Linked DNA regions of Sus scrofa: region 2 is linked to region 1. The links are chromatin contacts, called in public HiChIP or PLAC-seq maps. All regions are on one chromosome and are shown on one strand. Each heading gives the region's core, a stretch centred on a gene start, on an enhancer-like site or on the middle of the called end of the contact. The rest is flanking DNA. Distances are from core to core; before and after follow the strand shown. Region 1 overlaps AKAP6 (A-kinase anchor protein 6). Region 2 has its middle 62 kb from the start of ARHGAP5.

Region 1 (3,270 bases), core at 664-3,163:
TTCATGCAATTCTGATGTGCTGTCAAGGTTGGGAGCTAGTGCTTTCAGGCTAATTTTGAAGGTTATTGCACAAGCTTGCACATAGCATAAAAGGGTCTGAACTGTGGCTTTGGAAGCCAACCTAAGGAAATAAAGAGACAGAGGTGGGAGATGTCATAAAGTACAAATTTTGTAGGATTTTAAGACTAAGAGAGTGGAGGAAGGGGTCACAAGAGTTAAGATTTCAAGCTTAGGCTTGTGGGGCTAGGAAGTGTAAGGACTTTTAATAAATGGTTCCAAAGGACATGTGAAATTGAGATGTACAATGGATGAACAGGACAGAGGTAAATGTTATCTTATATGCAAATTATGTGGATAAATCCAAGTCGAGAATCCTAAATTAACATATAACATTTTTTTAAAAAAAAAAAGCTAAGAAAAAAGGATGATATTCTTTTGTGTATATTTTATTTGTTGCAATGGCCAGCAAAAACCTGTGAGTTAACATTACTAATGGATTTGTTGAGACAGTATGTCAAGGTCATTGCTCAAGGTTGTAGGAGAAGAACCACAGGGAGCCTAAGCAGATTGCTTCCTGGTTAACGCAGTAGGAATATTTCAGTCCTGCGTCAGTTTGGTTTCTGCAGAAATGTCTGGGTCTTAAGGCTTTATCAATGATGATGTAGCACCACCGTGCGGCTACTGCTAGTCACTGCATCTGGATTTTAGCTTCTGAAATGTATAATTCAGGTGCAGTTTTTTGTTTGGAGTTTTAGACATTAAGATGAAAATAGTTCTTTGCTATTTTCTTGGCATGAAAAAGCTATGATTAAATTACATTTTGTTGGCGTTCCCGTTGTGGTTCAGTGTTAACGAACCCAACTAGTATCCATGAGGATTGAGGGTTCAATCCCTGGCCTCGCTCAGTGGGTTAAGGATCTGGCATTGCTGCAGGGCAGCATAGGTTACAGATACAGCTTGGATAGGTGTTAGATGTGGCTGTGTTGTAGGCTGGCAGCTGCAGCTTCGATTCAACCCCTAGCCCGGGAACTTCCACATGCACAAGTGTGGCTGTAAAGAGAAAAACAAACAATAACAACAAACAAACTCTTGGCATTAATTACCACTTACAACATGTCAGGCAAGATGCTAATACGTTTATTTATATAACATATCATAGCATTTAATTCGCAAGGAAAAATCCCTCTTTGATGAAGACACTTGTTATATCCCCATTTTACCAATGAGGACAGAGATACATAGAGAAGTCAGTAATTTACTTAAGGGTATGAAACTTAAAGGCAGGAGCTCTGGGCTCAATTCACAGCCCTCCACTTTTAAATTATGAAAAACTGAATAAGTCGCAAAAATTTACTGTTTAAATCTCCTAGTCTTTAAAATGGGATATTAATTATATTTGTCACACCACTGCACAGATTATTATAATCACAAAGAGCAAAAGGTCATTATAAACTCCAAAGGCTACATAAATACTAGTTTTATCATTATTGTGACATTTCCTATGAATTCAGGAAATTAGCATCAACAATAGTAGAACTAGAATAAGCATCTTAATTCTGCACCTCTGTAGCATTGTGACCTTGGAAAGAGACGTAACTTCCCAAGCCTCAGTTTCGAAAAATAAACATTCGGAAATAATTGAATTGGGTGACCTCTAAGATACCTCTCAGTTCTGAAATTTTATGAGACAAAGAGGCAAAACTAAGGGATGCAGCTACTTCTCCATAAAAGATTCACTGGAATATATCCCTTCAACATGGAATTTCTTTCTGTTCCATGGAATTCTGGGTGAATTCCCCTTAGAAGACCCTAATGGTAAGCGAGTGTGAGGCTGTGACGTTCATGAGCCTGGCGCTCTGAACCTCTTCATGCCTCATTCCCAGCACTGAAAGATGAGAAGGGCCAGACATCCTAGAGGAATTTGGGGCCTGGCCAGAGTGTGTAAGATGCCAAGAGACCTGGGACAATGGTGACAGTAAACAAGTGAGTAACCCAGTAAGAATTAACTATGGATTAACCTGAATTTATAGCAAATAAGGTCAGCTAAATGAAGGAAACTGGAAACATTCATTTTGGCAGGTTGGCTGTTGTGATGTCTTAAAGTTAACTGTCAGCACTGCTGTTTGTGCTCTGTTCAGACAGCATGAGGGCAAATCGCTCCGAGAGTGTGGAACGTGTCAGGGTCACTCATGATGTCAGATCATGTCTTCAGCCACCTTCGCAACCCCCACCTGAAGTGGTTAATGCCACCCATATAAAGATGATTGGCCTGAGATTTGCATGGTGAATAAGCAACTTTACCCGAGAAAGGTGCTGCCTGTCAGCTCAGGCCCAGGAGCTTTCCATTTTTCAGACTGATGGGGTTCTGTGCATTTGTCACCTAGGTTGCCTTGCCCGTTTCCTCTCTTGCAAAAATAGGGTTAAAAGTAGAGGTCTTTTTGACGATTAAATGTGTTAAAATGTGTAAAGAGCTCAGAATAGTACCTGGAATGTGCTAAGCATTCGGTAAATGTTATCTCCTATGATCGTTATTGTTGTTATTACTACTCTGGGAGGGGAGGGGTCCGGCCTTAGCAGCTCTTTGCATGTAGATGGCTTTGGCCTTTAGGGATCAAATGCCATCACCCGGTTTTCTCCTCTTATCTTCAGCCTTCTTGGTCATTATGAAGCTTCAGCCTCCTACCCAACCCCACCCACAATGGTTAAGGCCACCACTCCTCCTTCCTAGGACCGGTGGCAGTCTCCCTAGATTCCTGCACCCCTCTTCTCTGTGAGACCCTGGGCCTTCTGCCTTGATGGATGAATCTTACGCCGTATTACAGATAATTCTCCTCTAATTGGCCCAATAATTTTAGTTAATGCACTTCTCTGACACCTTAGGAAGTTTATGCAGGGAAATTTATGCTATGAATGTGTGTTCAGATAAATACAAACAACCTTCTAGTTTATAATATTGTCACACAGCAACCTTATAAATATTACATATTTATTTATAATTTGTATTTATACATATTTATAATATTTATTTATAATTATGTACTTATAAATAATAATTCCCGCAGCACTCTTTAACCAGAGGGAAGGTCATTACACTGTATTATGGGAGGAAAACCCACAGGTTTAGAACTATCCCTCAGACCCCTGGCTGCTAAAGATGGAAAAAGTGAGAAAATGTGTTGGTAGCACTAGGTTGGGGTGATTGGCTGGGAGAAGAGTGTTAAGCTGGATCTTGTAGGATAGCTCTGGGGAGAGTGGGTAGGAAACATTGGG
Region 2 (2,922 bases), core at 219-2,718, 530 kb before region 1:
AGAGGGGACCCTTTCACTTGTGAAACAAGTCCATCCTTCTGTGTCCTCATGTCACCCCCAACACAGGGACAGAAGCAGTTTTTTCCATCAAATTATCCATCAGCATTTTCCACATAGGCAAGGGATCTTGGGGTACAAGCAGCTTATAGCTGAGACGTGTCTTCTGGGCAGACTCAATTATTCACGGCGCCTGGTGCAGAATTAATGCTGGTTCACTCCTCCTCCAGTAAACCGGCTGCTCTTTTGGACTCAGGCCTTGGGGTAACAGACTTTGCCAGATGACCTGACAACTTAGCCCCTTGGGGCTCTCGGAAAATAGGACCTTTTTTCTGTCTGAGTCTCAGATCCAGCCCCAGGGCATTCCTTGAGTTAGGCTGTGATTGTTCTGCAGGCACCCAATAACCTACATAGAAGGCTTGAGCCAGACCACAGATCTCAGCCGTCTGTCAGGGCTCCTCCCAGGCCCCTTCTCATCTTCCTTAAATGACCTCACACTCTTTCACCGCCCTGTCCTTCCTACACTCCAGCTCAGCCATGACTAATGGCTTATATTACGTCCATCAACACCAGCCACCCAGGAATGACCGCATGAAACACAGTGTTGACAAGGATTCTGAATTTAAGCTTCAGCTTGGTAGGAAAGAATAGCCTAGACTTGATTAGCCCTGTCTTTCTTGGGCACGGAGTGGGGTAAGGGTGTCAACACATGTGTGAGGTAGTTGCTGGCTCTGACTTTTTAAGAATTTTAAGAGCTTATTTCTCTGTCCTCACATCAAGGTTTTTTTTTTGTTTGTTTGTTTGTTTGTTTTTTAATCTTTATTCAGTTCACATATTTTCCTCTTGGATGTGCAGTGCCATTTTTTCCCCAATAAGGATAACATATTTAAAAGGAAACATTTACATTCGATCATAACTGCCCTCCTCAATACAGTGATTTTTGAGAAAGTGTACTCCTTTTGCCATTGAAGTCTGTGAAAAATCTTCCTACCAGAATTTCCCTCCTCATTCTTTGAGAAATTAGAAAAAAAGTGGGACAATATATTCCTTGGAGACAGGTACTAGAAATTTATTCACTCACTATTAAGTCTTTACTGAGTGGTTACTATGTGCCAGAACTTCTAGACACATTATGGTTAATTATGTGCCAGAATTTCTAGGCACATTTTCACTTTTGTCATCTGAAAAACACTTCATTTTTGTTATTCCCAAAATGAAAATGACATAGACTCTCTTTGCAAGAAGCTCACATTCTGACCTAGAAAAGCCATATGTTAACAGCTGAATATAAACATCACAAAGTCTTCCCACTTCTTGTAAAGGAAGCCGCCATGATGTTCCTGGAACGGGAGGACTGTGTCCACCGACTTTCATTCTCTCAAGAGGCTGAGTTGTTGAAGGAAGAGCTGACCTCCTCCATATTGTTATCTGACAGTGAGTCTCAGTTCCCAGTTCAAAGTTCCCGTGGTGTCTTTAAAATGCTCTCAGGCAGAAACTGCTGAACCAGGCTAATAAATCTGACTGAGGTAGCAACAAGCTATTTGGCAACAGTCCTCAGAACCACCCTGTTTAGCCTCCACAGATTCCTGTGTTCAGTAGTTGGCTGCCCGTCCTGGCTCCTGAATCAGCTCTGCCCTGGCCTGGAGATCTTCAGGCTCTGCCCCCTACTCCCAGTGCAACCTCATACCCCAGGGCTTCAGACCGCAGGCTTCACCCTAAAACAGCACCTGGTGCCTCCTTATGTAAAGTGCCATGGCTGACATCACTGCCCATCTTCAGTGTTGCCTTTTCAGACCAAGCCTGACTTCCCATCCCTGACCTGGCATTCCCCACATTCCATTTTTGCAAAGAGTCATCACACCAGACTGGGTCACCCATGTAGCCACTGGAGCGTGGGGGAAATGCCTGAATCAGTTTGGCGCTGTCCGGGTATTTCACATTTGCTTTCATTGTGATTCTGGGCTGAATTTCAGTGCTCATCAACATGTTTGGCAATACAGAGGCTCAGCCTTGGCCTGGAGAAGGCTGAAGCCATCTGTTCTTGTAAGTGATAGAAAGGATGCGACTGGATTAGCTAGAACCAGGATAACACAGGGAATGCTTTCTGACGACGTGACCCTGGTGGACATTTTGCTTTGTGTGTTTATACAGAGATGCATAGAACTGTGGAACACAATGGTCAGAAAACTCTGGTCAGAGACTGAGAGTGAATGAGTGGTTGCTGGGGCTGAGGAGTAGAGGATGGGGAATGGTGGCTGTGAGTACAGAGTTTGGAGAGAAGGTGATGAAAATGTTCTCAAGTTAGATCGTGGTCATAATTGCACAACCCTGTAAATATACTAAACCCCACTGCTCTATATACTTTAAAAGGGTGAATTCCATGGTTTCTGAAGTATATCTCAATAAAGCTTTTATTTAAAAAAGAAACCTATGATCATAGCAAAAAACAACCACCACCACCAGCCTGGTATACATTTAACAAACACTTGTTCAGCATCTACTCTATGCATTAGGCCTTGTCTGAAGTATGAGAGGCATTCAGAAACGAGACAAACAAGGAATTTGTAGCTCCAAGCAACCCATAGATGCAATGGAAACTCCTCCTTGCCCACGTCTAGGGCTTGCCTGGATATTGTCAGCCTAGAGCCAGGTGTAGATACCTATCCAGCCACAGTGGTCACCTTTGGACTTTCTACCAGAAAAAGACTGCCTGTCTTGACAACCCTGAAGCCCTTTCATCTCCAGGGAGTGTTTCACTGATGAGCCAGCTTATCTCACTCCTTTGTTAGTAATCACAGGAACAGAACAGTTTGTAATGAATCTTTATCTTTCCCTCTGCTTGTGGGAGTCATCCAGGCCTTTCTTCAGGGCTCTATCATCAGAGCCCAGAGATAATGCAAGAATGAGAATGCTAATCCAAGTTGT

Evidence for each region. HiChIP or PLAC-seq counts read pairs in DNA pulled down with a chosen protein or histone mark.
Region 2: a contact with region 1 is called in an H3K27ac HiChIP or PLAC-seq map of skeletal muscle, with 6 times the contacts expected there. The contact joins two enhancer-like sites. A contact is called at or near these places in 3 of 47 Hi-C or Micro-C datasets (adipocytes, embryonic fibroblasts and fibroblasts) and 1 of 2 datasets of contacts at active chromatin or transcription factors (skeletal muscle).

Annotation. Positions count from the first base shown.
Region 1 is chr7:67,157,799-67,161,068 of Sscrofa11.1, reverse strand. All of the region lies in intron 6 of AKAP6 (A-kinase anchor protein 6), which reads left to right. Among named protein-coding and RNA genes, the nearest start is that of AKAP6, 300 kb to the left of the region's middle. Within about 2 kb of position 1,913, at least 10 of the 83 cell types and tissues checked have an H3K27ac peak or open chromatin away from gene starts, as enhancers often do. A contact at or near this core is called in skeletal muscle, where this site is marked.
Region 2 is chr7:67,691,882-67,694,803 of Sscrofa11.1, reverse strand. No RefSeq gene overlaps it. Among named protein-coding and RNA genes, the nearest start is that of ARHGAP5, 62 kb to the right of the region's middle. Within about 2 kb of position 1,468, at least 38 of the 83 cell types and tissues checked have an H3K27ac peak or open chromatin away from gene starts, as enhancers often do. A contact at or near this core is called in skeletal muscle, where this site is marked.